Linked DNA regions of Ovis aries: region 1 is linked to region 2. The links are chromatin contacts, called in public Hi-C maps. All regions are on one chromosome and are shown on one strand. Each heading gives the region's core, a stretch centred on a gene start, on an enhancer-like site or on the middle of the called end of the contact. The rest is flanking DNA. Distances are from core to core; before and after follow the strand shown. Region 1 has its middle 23 kb from the start of TRNAS-GGA. Region 2 holds the start of ABAT (4-aminobutyrate aminotransferase).

The links. A called contact is a pair of places that touch in the nucleus more often than the background predicts.
Region 1: a Hi-C map of liver shows a contact between it and region 2, with 4 times the contacts expected there. The contact joins the enhancer-like site here to the promoter of ABAT in region 2. A contact is called at or near these places in 7 of 16 Hi-C or Micro-C datasets (blood, hypothalamus, liver and 2 more).

Annotation. Positions count from the first base shown.
Region 1 is chr24:8,360,123-8,362,822 of ARS-UI_Ramb_v3.0, reverse strand. No RefSeq gene overlaps it. Among named protein-coding and RNA genes, the nearest start is that of TRNAS-GGA, 23 kb to the right of the region's middle. Within about 2 kb of position 1,357, at least 2 of the 54 cell types and tissues checked have an H3K27ac peak or open chromatin away from gene starts, as enhancers often do. A contact at or near this core is called in liver, where this site is marked.
Region 2 is chr24:8,099,519-8,102,218 of ARS-UI_Ramb_v3.0, reverse strand. ABAT (4-aminobutyrate aminotransferase) reads right to left here and starts at 1,445. Exons shown (of 16, transcript XM_004020759.6): 1 at 1,322-1,445.

The sequences.
Region 1 (2,700 bases), core at 108-2,607, 260 kb before region 2:
GTCCAATTTAAGACTGAGAAGCCATTCCCTGGGGGATGCCTGAAGCTGATTGGCTTGGGCCTGGATCCCTGAGCCAATCACAGGCAGCAAAATGGGATTACCAAGTTTAGACCAATCAGAGTCCACTCCTGCAGCTGGGGGACGGGATTGGCTGGCCCTCAGTCACGTGGGCTACATGCGTCTCTGGATTTCAAGAAAAGCCAGACTGGTTGCTGAGTAGGCAATCAACAGTGCCCCCCACATTGCCTCCCAGGGTTATCAAGAAGATTAAATAAGAAAATGCCTTTAAAGCACTTAGCACGGTGCCTCACACCTATTATTAAGCTTATCTGTGTTGTTAGTGGGAGCCAATTGAGTGCAGGGCACTGCTAAATTGGTTTCCAAAGGAGAACAGAGAGTACTGGCAGGATAGATTTTTCTTTCTTTCTCTTTTTGCTTGGTACAGTTAAAAGAGAAAGAGTATAAATATTCTTAACCATTTGCCAGCTGTCAGGTGCCTTGAAGACAGACTCAGAAACTGATGCAATCATGAGGCAGTACTTGAGTTTAATCTGATACAACATTCACCACCACCACCCCCCCAAAAATAATAATAGATGCAAACAAATGAAATGACTGATCTTAAGGGGGTGTGAGGGTCATGAAGCTTGAGTTTTGGGGGCCCTTACTTCTCCCTTCCTAAGACCTGAGTGTAAGATGATAACATATTTTAGGTGTTGTGTTTTTAAGTCATAGGGTGTGCTTTTTGATCCATTAGATCAGGGGTTGGCAAACAGTAGCATTTGAGGCAAACCTGGCCTGCTGTTGGTTTCCTAACAATTTTATAATAGTGATTAAATCTTTTTTTCTTGAGGAAGACCACTCCAAAATCTGGAATCTCTGATGTGACTTTCTCCTTTGAATACAAAGTCAAACTCACAGAGGTCAGTTTGGAGGTAAGTTATTGGTGAAAACCCTTTGGAACTTCAGAGGTAAGTTCTTTCTCTTTCCTTTTTCTCTCTCTCTGGTCTCTGTTGCTTGCTGCCTGGCTTTATTTTGCATGGATATTCTTGCTATGTGGCTTCCCAGATGGCTCAGTGGTAAAGAATCCTCCTGCCCACGCAGGAGACGTGGGTTCAATCCCTGGTTTGGGAAATTCCTTGGAGAAGGAAACAGCAACCCACTCCAGAATTCTTGCCTGGGAAATCCCATGGACAGAGGAGCCTGGTGGGCTACAGTCCATGGGGTCACAAGAGGGTCGGACACGACTTAGAGCCTAAAACGACAACAATACAGCATTACACCGAGGAACTTCGATCATTCACTCCATTCCCATCAGTGTTATCACTGAGGGTACTGTGAACCAGAGGAGGGACATTTCAGTTTACACAAGGTTACCCTGTATTTGCACAGCAGATCAATCAGTATTATGAAATCACAGACCTGATATAAAGTAATCCTCCCCCCACATTCCCAGGATGAGGAGTGTTACAGGGGAGGGAGAAAGTGCCACATTTATCGTGTCGCTGGTTATGGCTCATCATCTTGGGCCATCTGACCCACAAAAATGGGAAAGGCCTGGAGTCAGAAGGTCTAGCAGGACTCATTTAGGGCTAATCAAACGGATCTCTTTTCATTTACCCGCAGAGGCTCCTCCTTGTGGAAGCTTCTCTCAATGCTGCCAGAGCCTCTTTCCTAGAATAGCTGCAGTTCAGGGGGTGGAGGTGGGTATATTCTCATCCATCAACTTCAGAGAATCCAACATCATTTTTCATCGCTACCTCCAGGGATTCCAGCACCATGCCACTCCCTTTAGTAGACCGGATGTCATTGGCATCTCACCTCCCAGTGGTGTTCAGCAAAAATGTCTCCCTGTCAACCCAGGAGAATGACAGCTGTAACCAAATGCTTCCTCCGTCCTTGTCAAGAGTCAGCTGGGGCAGAAAGGCAGCCAGCTTGAGCAAAGGAGAGAGCTCACATTCAGGAGATGGGAGCGCCTTGCTGAACCTAAAGACTTCAGGAGGGTCCAGAAGTGGAAAGCCATCAGAAACGCAGAACGGTTCTGCATTTCAAGAGCATCTAGGCTCAGTTTCTCTTTGCGAGTTGCATGCCTCCTTTCTCTCCCCAGCCTGACTCCCTGTGCTCCTGGACCACTCCAGGGACTGTGGCAGCTTCAGAGCTCACTCCTAGCCACACAGTCTTTCTCTCAACCTCTCTTTGTGCCTGGTAGTGGAGGAAGGGTGGCCACAGATGGTTAGGCAGGTTCTGCCCTGTGCAAGGGCCCCTGAGCAATGAAGCCCCTAGAGGGTTGAACCCTAGTCCCTCCTGTGTTTATCAAGCCATTCATTAAGGGTGAAGGCTGCATCTACCCACAGGGAAGGTCTTCCTCTAATTCTGCAAAGCTGTTGGATGTATTAGTGGTACCCAGAGCAAACTTTTCTCTGAACTCATCCTCCAATTTGGCCCTTGGATTTACTTAAAGGTAATTCTCTTTCTCCACTACTTGAAGCTTGACTGAGCTTGTTGATCAAGGTACCAAAGGGTAAGGATGTGCTGGGACTAGACCTGTCTTAAAATCTAAATCTTGGAGCCTGCTCACCCTGCAGCAGTGCCTGGAGTCCACCTCGTGGAGCCCAGGGCTACTCCTCTCCCTTCCTGGGTCTGGGTTGTTTAGCTTTTCCTTGGATTCTCTGATCTATCCTCTCTCCTTCCAATAAATGC
Region 2 (2,700 bases), core at 196-2,695:
TGACTCTGACCCACCGGATCAAAGCGGTTCCCTGCCCCCATCAGGTCACCATCAACCTGTCCCTCAGTCCAGCTTCACTGAAGCCAGTCCGATGGATGGCTCCTGCAAGCATCTCTCTTGGCTAAGGGCCTAGGGAATTCCACAGGGCAATGTCCACAGGAGCTAGGAAGGGGGAGCCCCAGGAGGCAAATGGGGGCCCTTCTCTCTGCATGGACACCCTCTTCTCCAGGAGAGGGGTTGGTCCGTCTCAGGGGAGTTTATTTGGAACACAGTCCTTTGTGTATGTGTGTGTGTTTTGGCGGGGGGGGGCGGTGGTCCTCACTGGTCCTGCTGCCTCAGAGGCCATCTCTGCTGGCAGTTTGGCGGCTCCGGTATGATCTCTAGGCTGAGGAGCCCAGTTCTAAGGGTTTCAGTCTTCTAAACTTCTTACTAAACCTCAACCTCTGCTCTTATCTCTGGCAATCGTGGGAGAGGAAAGGAGATGGGATTAGGTGGAGTAGAGAGGTGGGAGGGATGGGACAGGGTAGGGGTGGTGGTTAATGGGATGGGATTTAACGCAAAAGCGTTAAAGGGGTGGGGTGAGGTGTGTGGCTTGGTCCAGACGAGTGACCGGAGCCTTGCCCTGTTTCTGAATGTGAAAACCCCTCCTCTTGCATCTTGAGAAAGAGGAGTAATCTCCCAAATGCCTTAAATGTAAAGGTGTTCAAGGCAATCAATCTTCTCTCTCTGATGGATGAAGAGGGGTTGGCGCGGGGGGAGACAGGGAATTGAGTCCAGTTTCTGAGTTGGGGGGGTGGGGTTACACGGAGGTCTGATTGCATTTGAGGGTTATATGCAGCGTCTCTGGCCAGCGATATCCTTCTTTTAGGGAGGGGCTTATTTTCCCTCCTGGGGGGAAGCACCCCGTTATCTCCGAGCTGAGAAGGGAGGGTGGGGAGAAGAATCCAAACTTAGTTTTTTAGGGACGGGGTAGAGGCATGCGTCTCCCAAGAAATGATGGGCCCTAGAAACCCGGGGAGGCTGGAACCCACTTTGGGGGCGGAGGGAAGCACGTTCCATTCCAAGGGGGAATGTGGGGAGAGCAATCTTATTTCTAGAGCTGGGGGGCCCATGTCCGAAGGGAAAAGGAAACTATTTTGCTCTCTGGACGGTGGACGGCTGTCTCTTTTCGGGACAGAGGGACCCGCGTCTCGGAAAGATGAGGGCTCGGTCTCTTAAGAGAAGATGCCCCGTTTTTGCTCCCTAGGGGGCAGGGCCGAAGGATTCCATCTCAGCTAGCGCGAAAGGGCTCGCCTCAAGCGACCCGGCGCCAGGTCCTTACCTCCAGGCCTCTGCTCCAATGTGCGGACTCCAATCCGCCCGGCTGCGACTTGAGCGATCGGCGTCCTGCGCTCCGGCGGCGGCCGGTCTCTGCCTCGCTTCCCCCAGCGACTCGCCGGGCTTCTGGGCTCCGCCGAGCCGCGCTGGCCAATCAGCGCTGCGGGTCCCGGCCCTCGCGCGCGCCACCGCCAATGAGCGCGCCCGCCACGGGCCACCGCCCCCGGGAGGGCGGGGGAAGGCGGGCCGGGGGCAGAGTCCGGCCTCCCGGGGGCGGAGGAGCCGGGGGCCCGGAGGAGCCGGGGGCCCGGAGGAGGGGCCGCGAGGGCCGGGATGGAGGAGCCGGATTGTGACCGCGGCGGCGAGGAGCCCCAGCCGAGCTGGGGTGTGGGGAGCCAGTCTCTGAAATGGGGGGCGGGGGGGGGGGAGAGGCTCTATAGGCTGGTTTAACCTAGACCTTAATTGCCCCCTGCCCCTTTTCTGGATACTGGGGGCTGCAGACGTGTGTAGCTGCCCCCTCTGCACCATGAGCCTTAGATCTCGGGCTCCGGGAAGCCTAGATTCAGAGTTAGACAAGGTTCCGTAAGAAAGGGAGGGCAAAAGAGCATAGAGTCCCCTTCCACCCACCACCACCACCCCGCCCACGCACACCCTCCCTCCGGGCAAGTGCTCAGGGTCTTCTCGCTCTCAGCTCTCTGAGCTGCCATTCATTTAACACCTCCCAGCTAGTGCATCCTTGGGGCAGTGCAAAAATCACTGGACTAGGAGCCCATGGTTCCTCGGGCACTAACGCCTCCTTCATGAGCACAAGTGAGAGGGTAGATGTGATGAAGCTGCCTTTACAAAACTTAAAGTGCTGTATGAAGACTAGCTAATACTAAAGTGTGAATAACTGCCAGCCCAGTAGCTTTCTACAGGTATTTGGAAAGAGGATGCATTGGTTCAATGGTAAAATCAAAGACACAGGAAACTACCCATCAGAAAACAACAAGAGCTCACGAAGTGCTCCTGATGAATAGCTGTTACAGAATTAAAAATGCCAAGAAAGAATACAGCTTGGGTTTCCCCACTCAGCCTGATCAGGTAACTATTTTCTTTGTTTGCATCTTGCAAAACCCTGAGGTCCTTCCTTCCTGCCTTCCATGAATCCAGGCTGCCCTATATCCGATTAGGCGAGCAGGACTATAGTCCTTGGAATTAAGATAAATATTAAGAAAAAAAAAAAGTTGTGGGGCGGGGGTTTGCTTCCCAGGTGGCTCAGTGGGTAAAGAATTCACCTGTAATGTAGGAGACACAGGAGACTCAGGTTCGATCCTTGGGTTGGGGAGATCCTCTGGAAGAGGGCATGGCAACCCACTCCAGTATTCTTGCCTGGATAATCCC